Regions from separate parts of the Mus musculus genome. Here region 2 is linked to region 1. Evidence: chromatin contacts called from public HiChIP or PLAC-seq data. All regions are on one chromosome and are shown on one strand. The core of a region is the stretch at or near the end of the contact, and the rest is flanking DNA. Distances in the headings are between cores, read along the strand shown.

What was found. HiChIP or PLAC-seq counts read pairs in DNA pulled down with a chosen protein or histone mark.
Region 2: an H3K27ac HiChIP or PLAC-seq map of CD8 T cells shows a contact between it and region 1, with 13 times the contacts expected there. The contact joins the enhancer-like site here to the promoter of 4930429P21Rik in region 1. A contact is called at or near these places in 1 of 15 datasets of contacts at CTCF or cohesin (CD8 T cells), 10 of 484 Hi-C or Micro-C datasets (CD4 T cells, the HPC-7 cell line, cerebral cortex and 4 more), 7 of 115 datasets of contacts at active chromatin or transcription factors (CD8 T cells, the HPC-7 cell line, bone marrow-derived macrophages and 2 more) and 3 of 9 other capture datasets (adipose tissue, liver and pancreatic islet).

Annotation. Positions count from the first base shown.
Region 1 is chr9:107,349,925-107,357,050 of GRCm38.p6, reverse strand. 4930429P21Rik (a long non-coding RNA gene) reads left to right here and starts at 2,993. Exons shown (of 5, transcript XR_003948243.1): 1 at 2,993-3,316; 2 at 4,948-5,038; 3 at 5,560-5,634; 4 at 5,733-5,837; 5 at 6,123-7,126.
Region 2 is chr9:107,310,184-107,317,309 of GRCm38.p6, reverse strand. No RefSeq gene overlaps it. Among named protein-coding and RNA genes, the nearest start is that of Cish, 17 kb to the right of the region's middle. Within about 2 kb of position 4,144, at least 159 of the 459 cell types and tissues checked have an H3K27ac peak or open chromatin away from gene starts, as enhancers often do. A contact at or near this core is called in CD8 T cells, the HPC-7 cell line, bone marrow-derived macrophages and 1 more, where this site is marked.

The DNA.
Region 1 (7,126 bases), core at 1,744-4,243:
GCTCTGTCTCTGTCTGAGGGTATTCAGGAGGCTCCCACACTCTCACTCTGCAGGACCTCACTATACCTAGGCTTACCTAGGCTTATGGGTGGCATTTTATGGACTTATTATTGAGCTGATGGTAAATCTCTTTTTTTTTAAAGATTTATTTATTTATTATATGTAAGTACACTGTAGCTGTCTTCAGACACACCAGAAGAGGGAGTCAGATCTCGTTACGGATGGTTGTGAGCCACCATGTGGTTGCTGGGATTTGAACTCCAGACCTTTGGAAGAACAGTCGGGTGCTCTTACCCACTGAGCCATCTCACCAGCCCCGGTAAATCTCTTAAATGTCTCAAAATCTGGTGTCCTTGGCTTCCTTCAGCAAATGAATCTTTCAGTGAATGCCAGGTAGGCAGGGTTTGGCCCACTTTGTGACTCTCTGGGTCCTGCAGTCTGAAGGCAGGAGAGTAGAGGGGGATCTGCTGGACCCTGACCAAGAGAGAAAGGGTGGCAGCATGGGTAGGGGGAGGTGAGAGGGGCATTCAGGGCATAGAGGTAAGGGGTTCACGCTCTAGTTGGTGGCAGTGCAGTGCCAGTTCATGAGAGAGAATGGTCGGGGTTGAGGAGAGCAGAGGAGAGGAGAGGAGAGGAGAGGAGAGGAGAGGAGAGGAGAGGAGAGGAGAGGAGAGGAGAGGAGAGGAGAGGAGAGGAGAGGAGATTATGGGAGGAAAGAAGTGGGGAGGGGAAGGGAGGAGACAGGGGAGGGTGGGGAGAGGGGGGAGATCAAAGGACAAGGCTAGAAGACAACTCTTGCTTGGGCCAACCCAAAGGACTTGTCTGATGCTGTCAGTGCCTGGAGCTGCCAGCAGGTGGCATCATAGTTGCTATGAAAAATTATAAGGTAGATTGGACTCTGCGTCCCTGCTGGGGACCTGTCAGGCTCCAGAACCCCCACTTCTAGACCTTATCTGTCTGGAATTTCCCAGCCCAGCTGGAAGACTTAGACTCCCAGTCTGTGGTCAGGATCTCTTGTGCAGTGCAGGTAGGTGACCCTCTGCCTCCCGGATGGGACAAGCATGCAGAATCTCGAAAATTAAGGGTGACTGGGATCACCACACCCTTCCCTACTCCTGGATCAAGTACTCTGGGGCCAGAGTTGCCAGCCGCCAATACCTACCCCATGCCCTTGAGTTGAGGGGCGCTGTGGATATTTGTGGGTTTCCCCATTGTAGGTGAGGCTTCTCCTCTGAGCCAACTTTCCAGGCATAAACTCCGACTCTTTTCTGACCTGCTGCTCAATGCCTTTTTGTGCTCATCTGGGTCAAGGGGAGTTGGCTTTCTATTTGATGGGGCAGGAGGTGTCAGTCTGATCAGAAAATGTCCTGGGGAGTAAGAAGCCGGCAGCCTTCCCGGGTATCAGCTCTACCAAGAGCCAGGCATTCCCAAGCCGTCCCCCTGCCATCCTGCTTCCCGGCTGTGTGGCTCTGGATCGGTCCCCGTGCCTCTCTGACAAAGGAGCAGAAGGACAGGGTGGATGGACAGACATGGAGTGTAGCAGGTGCTATGCATCGGGCTGGAGGTTGGGTGCAGGACATGAGAAGTTACTCTCAGGTACTATGCCTGGCTCCTTTTTTCCCCTCTTCCCCTCCTCAATTTTGTCTTCCTCCTTGTTTTGGTTTTAGATAGGCTTTTCCTATGATGGAGTTCAGCTGGGTCTCGAACTCACAATCCTACTGTCTGTGCCTCTAAAATGCTGGGGTGGCAGACAGACACATCATGCTCGGCTTCCCTTTGCCTTGTTTTAGTCAAAATCGAGAACCTATTGGCTGGGTCAAAGATGAAAAGCCAGGTGAGTCTGGAAGAGAAAGGCTGAGGGTCCTGAGGGATCATAAGAGCAGTCGGGTGAGGGGTGACCAGGGGAAGTCATTGTGAGGGTGACCTGTACCAGGATTGGGTGTTTTCCTGTCCTCCCCTTCCAGGTCACAAGGCAGCCCCCTGAGTTGTGACATCCAGCAGGATCATAGCCATGGCAAGACACAGATTCCAGCCCCACCAGTGCAGGCAGCTGGACTCTGGGCCTTCATCCAACCTTCAGCCTTTGCCTAAGCCTGTCTTCTGCCCTCCTGGGTCATGTCAGATGGGTGCCTGGGTACCAAGCAGACAGGTTTCCATCTATTCTCACCATCTTGACTCCTCTAGGCTCATAGGTGCCAGGCCTCTAAGATGATTTTGCTAAGTCCCCTTCCTTGGACAGCTTCTGAGGGGTTAGCTCTCATCTCCAGCTTTAGATCTAAGGGGCTCCAGGATCCAGAAAAAAAGCTTTAAATTGTATGACTGCAGAAGTTCGTCCCCAGGCTGTGGATGAGGGACCTACTGTGCTGGGTTTCCAGCTGCCTCTGAGATGGGAAAGCCTGAGTGGTCACCACAAGGGAATCTGTCTGGACTGTGAGATCTTCTGGGTACCACGGAGCTTGCTAGGAGAGAGAGCTAACTTCCACGGGATTTCTTGGGAAAAGTCATAGGCTGGCCAGAGCCATACCCACATCCTGGCCAGCAAGCAGAAAGAGAAAGTGACTGGGCATGTATGTCTCTGTGCCTTCTCTAGGCAGCCTCCCCTGACTAAAACTTTGGAAGCAGCTCTGGTCAGTACCCTTTCTCTAAGCCAGCAGAGTGGGTCCTGAAAGGCAGGCTGTCCCTCACATGTCAGACACACAGAAAATGCTTGCTTCAGCCTGTGCTCTCTGAGTGAGGTCTGGAAGAAAGGATGCCACATGTCAATAACTCTTGTGTCAGGATCTGAGAGCTCCCCTCCCTACTCCCCCACCCCCACCCCCCACCGCATCCCACTGCACTATAAACAGGCTGACTGAAGAAGTGCTCGTAGAAGCACCCAGATGGACTGAAGGAAGCAGTGTGTGTGTGTGTGTGTGTGTGTGTGTAGCTTTGCAAAATAGAACCTAGCCCAAATCTCAGCCTCTGGGACAATCAAGGTGGGTGGTAAGAGGGATGTCTGGAGCACTGTGATGTCAGACCTGAACTCTCAGAGGAATCTTGAGGCCTGCCAGTCACCTGATAGACCAAAGCACCTGGTGCCAGGGAGAATGGAAGAGGCAGTGGGTGCCTGGCCCAGGGACCCTCCTGTCTTGCTCTGGGCCAGGCCAAGCCTCTGATGGAGAGGTCTAGGCTGGAGATCATGTGGTGATGTGCGTGGGAGCCTCAAGAAACATCTCCCAGAACAGAGAGCTTGGTACCCAATATTCTCAGCGGGGTGCGGCAGGAGGCAAGAGAGAGGAGAGAGTCCCAGCCTCTCTCCAAGCTTTCTACCTACCAGGTAAGAGAAAGTCAGCCTCTCTCCAAGCTCACCACCCTCCAGGCAGATTCTCGGTCTTTTTCAAACCCTCCACAGCCCTAGAACTGGCCTGTTTACATTTCTGACCACTTTGGGTAATGTTTGCTGTTGTCACCTTTTAGGCCACTGTGAGGATCTGTGTCTCCCCTATGTGGATCCACCAGGAAATATTATTTAGAAGGTTCATTTGTCTGGCGGAACTCGGAATCCAGGGGCCAGTGAGAAGCTTAATGGGCTCCGGGACTCACTAGTGACATCATCAGCATCCTGGACCCCCTCCTGCCCTGCTAGCCCCCCTGCACATTCTAGAAACTACACACGGTGGGGGACACTAGGGAGGACGTCCTCCTGTGACCGATTCTCTCTGCTTCCAAGCTAGTAGGAGTTCAAGCTGTCTGGAGGTTGCAACTAAATATAAGGACTAAGCTATGCTGGGTATTTTTATGCCAACTTGACACAAGTTAGAGTCATTTAGGAAGAAAGACCCTCAGTTGAGAAGACCCCCCATCCCTTTGGTTGGTAGACAAGCCTGTGGTGCAGTTTCCTGATTGGTAATTGATTTGGGAAGGCCCAGGTCACTGTGGGTAGTGCTACTCCTGGGCAGGTGGTCCTGGGGTGTATAAGAAAGCCGTTGAGTAAGCCATGAGGAGCAAGTCAGTAAGCAGCACCCTATATGGTGCCTCTGTACCGACTCCTGCATCCAAGCTCCTGCCATGACTTCTTTCAGTGATGGGCTACAATGTGAAACTGTAAACTGAAATCAAATCCTTTCCTCCTCGCCAAGTTGTTTATGGTCCTGGTGTTTCACCATAGCAACAGAAACCCTAAGACACTAGCCCAGGCGGTAACTTACTGATCAGAGCTAGCCTGAGCCATCAGAGATAGAATCCCTAGCCTTGGAGAAAGACCACCCCTCCCAGCTTCCCCTGCCTGCAGGTTCCAGCTTCTCAATGCCAGATATAATATAGAAACCAGACTTCTGGGGGACCTCAAAGGGCTCTAGCTTCCCACCTCCTACTGGTCCCTGTTTGACATACAGGGATCTCAGGTCTGCTGTTCAGGGGTCCAACCAAGTTCCAAGGATGTCACGTTCCTAGATGTACCGTGAGAATTGAGAAGTGCAAACTGGGATGGTCTGAGAAGCAGGCTGTTTAATGCACAGTCCTGTGCCTGGAGCAGGGGCTAGGGGAGGAAACTGTCTTCTCAGGTAAGTCTCAGCACCTTTGACTCCTACCCAGTTTGTAATGCCTCTCTTGAATGAAGGCTCTAGCATTCACTGGGCTTTGCTCTTGGATTCTTGAAAAAAAAATTTATTTGTTCTTTGTAAAATCATCTGTATGCACAGGATTGTACACACACAAGTGGACATGCCTCTGGAGGCAGGAAGAGTGGTCCTCTGGAGCTGGAGATACAGGGGTTGTGATCCACCTGACATGGATGTCTTCTGCCAGAGCACTACATGCCTTAACCACTGAACAATCTCTCCAGTCCGTCTCGAAGATTCTTATTTTAACCATGCATGTTTGCTTCCCATCACCTTGGAGGCCTGGAGAAGGAGGGTTACCCAGATGTCCTTAAGGAGTCCTGTCCCTGACCTTGATCTGTCTCTGCAGGACCCAAGTTAAGGAGTAAGGGCCAGTGACCACTGCCTACTAGCTCTGAGGGTGAAGTGAGCTGGCATGCCAAGGACAGCCCTAGTCCCAGGTGGGATGGCATCTGCTTTTATCATACTTGGTCACACCTAAGGGACTCCATGCTTTTCCCTATCCTCTTCCTCTCTCTGCACCTGGTGCTCACAGACTCTGCTCCTTTCTCAGTGTTGATGGCCTCTCATGAGTGCCCTCTGGGAAACCACAGCTGTCTCACCTGTAGTTATCCCCCAAGTCTTGAGCCCTCAGAGGCCAGGATGTCCTGGGGGTTCCCTCAGGCACTCTGTGAGAAGCCCCACTACACACACACACACACACACACACACACACACACACACAGAGAGAGAGAGAGAGAGAGAGAGAGAGAGAGAGAGTCCTGTCAAAGGAGCATAGCTTCACAGGCTATCAAAGAGACAGCTTCTTCCTGGGCCTTCCATCACCCCATGCCCCATGCATTCCCTGGCTTAACCTTTGGCCTTTCTATTTAGCTGTAAATATAAAGATGTGGACACATAGGGCCCTCACTCATAATACTTCTCATTTTCCCCCCACTTGTCATCTTTCTCTTCCATACAGAATGAAGTACAGTGTGGGTGGGTTCGCTGATGGGATGCTGGACTAGAGGGAACTGTTTCTAGCAGTCTGCAGAAGGTCAGAGCACTGCAGGAGAGCGTCCCTTTACATTCCGAAGGCATCCCCACTGTCTGTCTGCCTGCAGCCGGGCAATGGGATTACTTTGTCCACTCTAGCTCCAAGGTGACACTTCACTGTATTAAACAAGAGAAGGACTTCTTTGAAGGCGCCCATCCACATCCACCTGATACCACCCACTTCCAGCCACCGCTGCTGCTCTGGTTGCTATTCACAGAGAGATTTCATGCATGGGGGGGGGGGAGGAGAGGGAGAGGGAGGGGGAGAGGGAGGGGGGAGGGGGGAGGGGGAGGGAGAGGGAGAGGGAGGGGGGAGAGGGAGGGGGGAGGGGGAAGGGGGGAGGGGGAGGGAGAGGGAGGGGGAGGGAGAGGGAGGGGGAGGGAGAGGGAGGGGGAGGGGGGAGAGGGAGAGAGAGAGAAAATGTGCAAGCGATTGCTTGTAGAGAGTGGGGAGGGCCTTCTTAAGAGGGACCCAATTGCCAATTTCAGAAGCAGCAATGGGGGCAGTTCTGTCCATTCACCACTGAGGACAGCCAGGAGAGTCCCCTAAGGTTTGATTCCTCAAGAAGAACAGAACCACCGAAACCTTTCACCTCAATATCAATCAATCCTACAACCTGGGAAAGACACGGGAATTTGGGAATCTGCATTTTCCTCAGAGAGTAGGAAAAAGATCTAGGAAACAGGACAATGTGGGTAGAAGGGATAAGTTACTGTGAAGGCAGAGTCTATGAGTAGGTGGCCTGTGTCACCATATAGCACCCTGTGCCCATCACTGCGCCAAACCCACCCCTCAGGAAAAGGCCTGGATCATGCAACAAAAGCAGTAGGGCTTCATCTACACCGCTCATCATGCCTGGTCCCTGGGTGTTACCCTTGCTCCCAGGCGCTTTCTTCAGGATACCAAGAGTCGGCAGCACCCACATTCCTGAACCAAGAGGTTGACTAACAATGTGGAAACACACAGCCCACTTGCTCACCCTGTGCCCCTGAGAAGTTCTGCCAGCCTTCTGAGAGTTCTCCCTAAGAGCAAATCTGTCACTGGCAGGTCCAGCTGTAACCCACTTGTGTGGCCCATGGGCACTCGGTCCTCAGTCTTGCCTACAGTCCTACCCCACAGCCCCCATCTATCTTCAGCCCCACCCTTTATCAGGGAACCTGGAGGCTAAGTCCCTCCATGTTTCCGTCATGCTAGTCCGAGGGTCAGCTCTCTCTTATGGAGCCTTCAGCACGGACACTCGGGCGTTCCTGGGCACACTGGTCACCCTATTGTCACTCTCCTCTAAATCTTTCTGAGCCGGACAGGTGGGTCCCACACATGACTTTATGGATTCCCCCTTCCCTTCCACACACCCTGTACTTGGTGCTCCACGGAAACCATTTTACTTTTGTATTTTAGACATAGCTCCTGTGAACCCCGAGACACCATATGTCACCATGATTTTGGGGGATCGAGCCCTCTTCCTGACATGATCTCAAAAGACTCCATCCAC
Region 2 (7,126 bases), core at 2,895-5,394, 41 kb after region 1:
CTGGCTGGGCTCTAAGCGCATGTGCGACTGGGGACCAGGGGCTAATTCACTTACTGCATATTTTTGTATATTAGGGGTGTTTTTGTATGTCTATGTATTCAGTGCATGCCTGGTATACACAGAGGCCAGATCCCCTAGGACTGGAGTTGCAGAGGGTTGTTAGCTGCCATGGGGGTTTGGGGGTGGGAGTGGGAATTGAACCTGGATCCTCTGGAAGAGCAGCCAATATGCTTAACCACTGAGCCACATCTCCAGCCCTGGATGAGGGGGTGGTGCTAACAGCAGGGTTTTTGAGCTGAGTTAACAGAGTCATATAGGCACTGAAGTTGCTCCTTCATGGTCACAGGAAAGGGGGCTCAGGCAAGTGGCTGCAACTGTCCAATCTCTGGAGTTGGCTAAGGCTACAGTGGAGGAAAAGGCATTGTGATCAGCTGACTCACAAATATTACTGAAGAGCTGAGTGAGGCTGGGGGTGGGATGGTCAGGACCATGATATATGTATGGCCTAAGACCCTGATTGGGAATCTGGAGACAGTGAGTCTAAGAGTAGAGAATGTTCTCAGAACACCCCAGAGGCAGTATTGGGTACCCAGAGAGTCTAGATGTGACCATATGGGAGCACACTGCATGCAGTTGGGAAGGTGCTCTCAGGCCTTGGGACTGGTGACAAGAGTATGACAAGGCATCTGCCATGTATAAGTAGCAAGGAGCACCACATATGAGCAGTGAGGAGCACCATGTATGAGCAGTGAGGAGTACCATGTATGAGCAGCAAGGAGCACTATGTATGAGCAATGAGGAGCACTATGTATGAGCAGTGAGGAGCACCATGTATGAGCAGCGAGGAGCACCATGTATGAGCAGTGAGGAGCATCATGTATGAGCAGTGAGGAGTACCATGTATGAGCAGCAAGGAGCACTATGTATGAGCAGCAAGGAGCACTATGTATGAGCAATGAGGAGCACTATGTATGAGCAGTGAGGAGCACCATGTATGAGCAGCGAGGAGCACCATGTATGAGCAGTGAGGAACACCACAAGCCCTCTGCCATACATCAGACATCAGCACATTAGGTCTGCCCGCCAGGCCCACTTTCAGGGTAGAGTGAGGCGTGAGGCCAGTCCTGTCCAAGGTCATACAGCAGGTGCCCATGCTGGGGTTTGTACCTAGCCCCTTAACGTCTGGACAGAAGATAAGGTGAACAGGCCCCAGAAACCATCTGCATGCCAGGCCTTACCTCACAGAGGGTTTGGCAGCTGGGTAGAGGCCCAGAGCCAACATAAGCCTTGGCAAAGGAGAAAATGGCCAAACCAAACAGCACCAGATTCCAGTGAGCTTCCTCTTGGCTGCCCTTGGGTGGCCAGCTTTCATACCCCACTACAGAGGAACCAGAAAAGGAGCCCTGGGTGTGGGGAGGAGGCAGGGCAAGTCCTTGCTACTGAACCAGGATTCCTGTACTCTGGGTGTGAGGTGGGGCTGGCAGACATCACGCTCTACTAGTTCTCAGCTGGCAGGTAAGTTAAGGACGTAAGTCCCCATCTCACTGTGAGGAGGAAGCATTTCAGGTCCCCAGGCCTGGAAGGTTCTAGGAGGAGACACTGGATGAATGTGTCTAAAATCCCCTTTGCAGTCATTCCACGGAGGAAGACTTTTTTTTTCCTTTTCTTTTTCTTCTTTTTTAAAGACAAGAGTCTCACTATGTAGCCCTGGCTGGCCTGGAACCTGCTATGTAGACCAGACTGGCTTCAAATTCAGCCAAGACCCACCTGCCTCTGATTCCTGTTGCTGGGACTAAAGGCTTGGACCCCATGCCTGGTAAATTTTCCTTCCTTTCACTCCAGGTCCTCATAGCTCAACAGCTTGTTCTTCAAACTGAGTTTCATGGGGCATTAAATACATATTTTAAAAATGTAAAAGCAACTCGGGAGGCAGAGGCAGGAGGATTTCTGAGTTCGAGGCCAGCCTGGTCTACAAAGTGAGTTCCAGGACAGCCAGGGCTATACAGAGAAACCCTGTCTCGAAAAGCCCCCCCCCCAAATGTAAAAGCAGCATTTTAATAACATAATGTTTAAAAGTTGAAATTTTTTCTTTGCATAAAATCTAGCAAAGAGCGCCAGTGTCTACACCAGAGACTAGCATGGGGTGGCTTTTTAAAAAATTTATTTAAAGACATATTTATTTTTATTTTATATGTACAAGTATTTCACCTGTGTGTATGTCTGTGCACCGTAGGTATGCAGGACTGTGGAGCCCAGCAGAGGGGCTCCAGATCCCCTGAAAGTAGAGTTATAGGCAGCTGGACATGGGCGCTGGTCCCTCTGCAAGCAGTGGAATTAGACTGTCTGAGATAGGTGCTGGGAACTACACCTGGGTCGTCTGGAAGAGCAGAAATGCTCTCAACTGCTGAGCCTTCTCGCCATCTCTCCAGCTCTAGGGATTAGAATCTTATGCTGGCCTACACTTCCATGTTCTTTCAATGTTTGCTTTTCATAACACAGGACCAAGGGACAGAGCTGGCAGATCAGTGGTTGTGAGCAGTGGCAATGCCTCTGTAGCCCACCTGACAGGCTGTAGGGACAGGAGGAGGAGACTCACTTCAAGCCCAGGTCATGGGGAGGACTCTGATGTGTTATAATGGCGGGTTACACTTGTTTGAGTCTGTGGTGTTTAGACATCATTATTATTGGTTATTTATGGGGGTGGGGGGGGGGTCTACGTGCTACGGTAGAATACAGTTTTGTGGAGCACATTCTCTCCTTCCACATATACATGAGTTCCAGGGGTTAAACCCAGGTCATTGGAGGCTTGCACAAGTGCCTTATGCACTGAGCCATATCACTGGTCTTAAAATCATACATTTATTTTGTTGATTCTTTTAGTTAGCATAAAAAGTAATGAGTTTTCATTGTTAGATTTTCATATATGCATGTATATGTGTATGTATATATATATAAATAATCTTTTTCTGGGACAGGGTTTTTCTGTGCAGCCTTGGCTATTCTGGAACTCACTCTGTAGCTGGGACTCAGATCTGCCTGCTTCTGTCCCCTAAGGGCTGGGATGAAAGCCGTGGGTCGCACACCTGGATACTTTGTTTCTTGTTTGTATCCACTCCCCACTGCTCTCCCACTCCCCTCCTTGTTTGTTCTTCCTCCCAAATGGGCCCCTTCTGCTTTCCTGTCATATCCAGATAAGTATGTGGACACCGACACTGCACATGAGAGGAAACACTTGATATTTTTTCTTGCCCCTCACTACCCATTCCTCCCCTCACATAGTCCCTCTTCCATTTACTTCTGTGCCCTATGCATGTCTGTACATGTATTCTGCTTATGAGAAGAAACACAGGATAGTTGTCTTTCTGAGCCTGGCTTATGTCACTTAGTGTGATGATATGCCCCCCCCCATCCTGTCCATTTCCCTATGATGTTTATTTTTCAAAATGATTCATTTTTGCTATTTTTATGTGAATTGGTGTTTTGCCTGCATGTCTGTCTGTGTGAGGGTGTTAGATCCCCAGGAACTGGAGTTACAGACACTTGGGAATTACCATGTGGGTGCTGGGAATTGAACTCAGGTACAGCAGCCAGGGCTCTGAATCACTGAGCCATCTCTCCAGCCCCTACAATGTTTATTTTTAATTATGAAAAAAGAAAAGGAGAGGTGAGAGGGGGAAAAAAAGAGAAGGGAGAAGAGAGAAAGAAGAGAAAGGAAAAAAAAGAAGAGACAGCAAGATGAGGGTAAAAGTGCTCACTGCCAAGCCGGCTGATCAGGGTTACTGGGGAAGGAGGAAAATGCAAATTGTCTTATGACCTTTACAAGCAAACTATGGCATTCACACACACGCACACACACGCACACACACGCACACACACACACACACACACGTAAATGTTAATTTTACTTAAGAAAGGAAGGCGAGAGGGAGGAGGAAGGAACTTGTGGGCAGGGCATGAGGGCATTTTCTATATTGGCTGTTCTGTTCCTGAAGCTTCTAGCCCCCTCAACTGTCCTGTCCTGGGGTCACCTCCACCCAGCTTCTGTCACAGCCACTGAATCTGGGCCACCTACTTCTGAAAGGTCCTTGGTGTCCTCATCCAAGACCTGGCTGCACAATGCATGTGCCAGGTGCATAATCTCTGGTTTGAGGCAGGAAAAAGAAGAGTCAAGCAGTAGGCGTGGCCAAGGGGTTTCCCCAGGCTTTATGGTGCCTTTAAGGTGGGCAGGCTGGGGAACCCAGGGCCCCACAAAGCCTCAAGTCTCTCTGGTTCTGGGTACCTTCATTTCTGGGAACTGACTGTGCTTTGGAAAGAGAGAAATGAGAAGCAAAACCCTTTTGGGCCCCAGCATTAACCCTCCCCCCTCCCTTGTCTTCTTCCGCTGAGTCACAGTTAAGAGCCAGGCACCTCAGCCTTCCTAGCCACCCGGGTGGGGCAGGACTCAGGGTTAGGTGAGGACACAGCATCTGAGACAAGCTCTCCTTGCCAGCATCCTCGGCGAGTGGTAGAGGGCAGCTACCCTCTGGGGCAGTTAAGGTCTGAGACCACCTCCCTAAGCTTAGGTGAGGCTTTATGTCCTGCCCCTCCTATTTCCTCCTGGCTTTGTTCACCCCACGAGCTTTTATTAAGTGCCAACTGCATGCTGGAGCTAGGAAGGTGGGATGGTTCAGTGGTCCTTGGGTTCCATGTCTTTAGGGAGCTCATGGATGCAGTAGATAGACAAGAACTTATCCTAATTGGCCCCCAGTGAGGAACTCTTGGTTTTTAGGCTTTTTGTCAGCAATGGAGATCCACACAGGTTTTGTCCTCCAGAGAGAGCCGGCCATATTATACATGCCTGTACAGAGAGCTATATGCATGCCTCTTTACAGGAATGCACATGTACATGCATATGCATGGGTGTGGGACTTGAACACTGGCTGGTATTTATGATCATAGGTATCTATACACACCCTCCCTTGGGTGGAGGAGCACTAAGCTCTGGAAACTGGGTCAGATCTCTCTGTATGAGTGTGTGTGTGTGTGTGTATTGTATGTGTGTACATGTGTATGAGTATGTGTACTGTGTGAGTACATGTGCATGTGTGTATATGCATGTGAGAGTATGTGTGTATTGTATGTGTGTGTGTGTGTGTGTGAGTATATGTGCATGTGTGTGTGAGCATGAGTGTGTGTGTGTGTGTGTGTGTGTGTGTGTGTGTGTGTGTGTGTGTGCGCATTATTATCCTGTCTCAGAAGCCCAACCACTACTTCTGAGTCATGGCCGCCTGTGGAAACTCCAGCATATCACCCCCATTTCATAGGAAAAAAGGCTGAAACTCTGAGGGTCTCCCTGACTTGACTTGCTTACTGTCACCCAGTGTTTGGGGAATAGATCTGGGAAGGGGATTACTGAACTTTTGGCCTGGTAGTTGGACCCTGACACCATATCTTTACTAAGACTGGCCTGGCCTGTCGGCCTCCATATTCTTTATTCTGAATGAACCAGCCTCCCACTTCTGCTGAAATGGTCCCCACCTTCCCTCATGGAACTTTCCCATGACTCTAGCCTTCTTCCTTCCAGTTTTTGTCCCCTTCATGTCCACCAACTAAGGCTAAAACTGGCTCCTGTAAAATTTCCCATCCTTTATAATAAGAGTTGTGTTGGCCTGGGTTAGATATCTCAGTGAGTGAAATGCTTGCCGTGCAAGAATGAGGACTAGACCCACATAAAAGCCAAGCTTGCCTGTGTCCTCTTATCATCCCAGTGGCTGTTGGGGTAGAGACAGGAGGAGCCCTGGGACTCACTGGTCTGCCACTCTAGCCTATATCAGGGGTTCCAGGCCAGTGAAAGACAATGGTTTCAAAAGAGAAGAGTGTCTAAGAAACAACTTCCAACGTTGACTTCTGCATGCATTCTACATGCATGTACACACACATACACGCACATGTACACACACATATATACACTCACACACACACATACTCACACACGCTTGTTCACATGTGCACACACTCACATACACACACACACTCACATACACACATACATGCACTGTGAAAGCTGAGTTTGTATCCACCTTGTAAGCAAATGAGTTAGCTTACCATGTTCTCAAAGATTCTGGCAGAACACACAAAACTCCTGGCTTAGAAACAAAGCCCAGATCACCTCTACTTTACTGGGAACAAGGGCTGTCAGTGCCTCAGCTGAGCTGGCAAAGGCACAGAACTAGGAAGAAAGGAACCGTGTGTGGCATGTAGTCTTCCCATATCCAGCTGGGGCTCCTCAGCATCACTTCCAAAAAAGCTACTTGCATTAGGGTCCTTGTGGCGTGTATGCATTTCTTGGGGGATGCAGGCAACTGAGCCTCAGTCCCCTAAAGGCTAATGTTTGCCAAGTATGTCTGTTCGATTCCCAGCACAGTATAAAACCACGCATGGTGACATATGCCTATAATCCCAATGCCAGGGAGGCAGGGTCAGGAGAATCAGAAGTTTAAGGCCCTGTCTCAAAAATAAATAAATAAATATTGATCCTATGTTTACGATATTTAATTTTTGGTATTTTTCACTTAACCTAACTTTTTTTTTTAATATAGTCTTTGGTATACTGCGCTATTTTAACCTTGGGGACCATACTGCCAAAATAATAATTACATGCAAATGTTGTAATAAGTGACCTTGTAAATGACTATAATAACATGATCATCTTTTCTATAAGAAATACAAGAAGCCGGGCAGTGGTGGCGCATGCCTTTAATCCCAGCACTTGAGAGGCAGAGGCAGGTGGATTTCTGAGTTCGAGGCCAGCCTGGTCTACAGAGTGAGTACCAGGACAGCCAGGGCTATTACAGAGAATGCCTTAGGAGTTAAGGTTATCTCTGTTTTCTTACTTAATCATCAGAGAACACCTAGTCACAAATAATTATCATAAGCTTTGTCTCCCGACTTTCAGACTGAATGTCTGAATTATAAATTACAAATCTACCCATCTGCCGGCAGATACTTTAATTGCTATGGAAGTATGTTTGTTAGGAGGCTAACACATATTTTACTAGCAGTGTGCAGTTTATGGGTTTTCAATGTTTAGATTTGTATATCAGGACCTCTCTTGTCCCTTTTGCCCAGAGCGATGTTCCCATCAGGG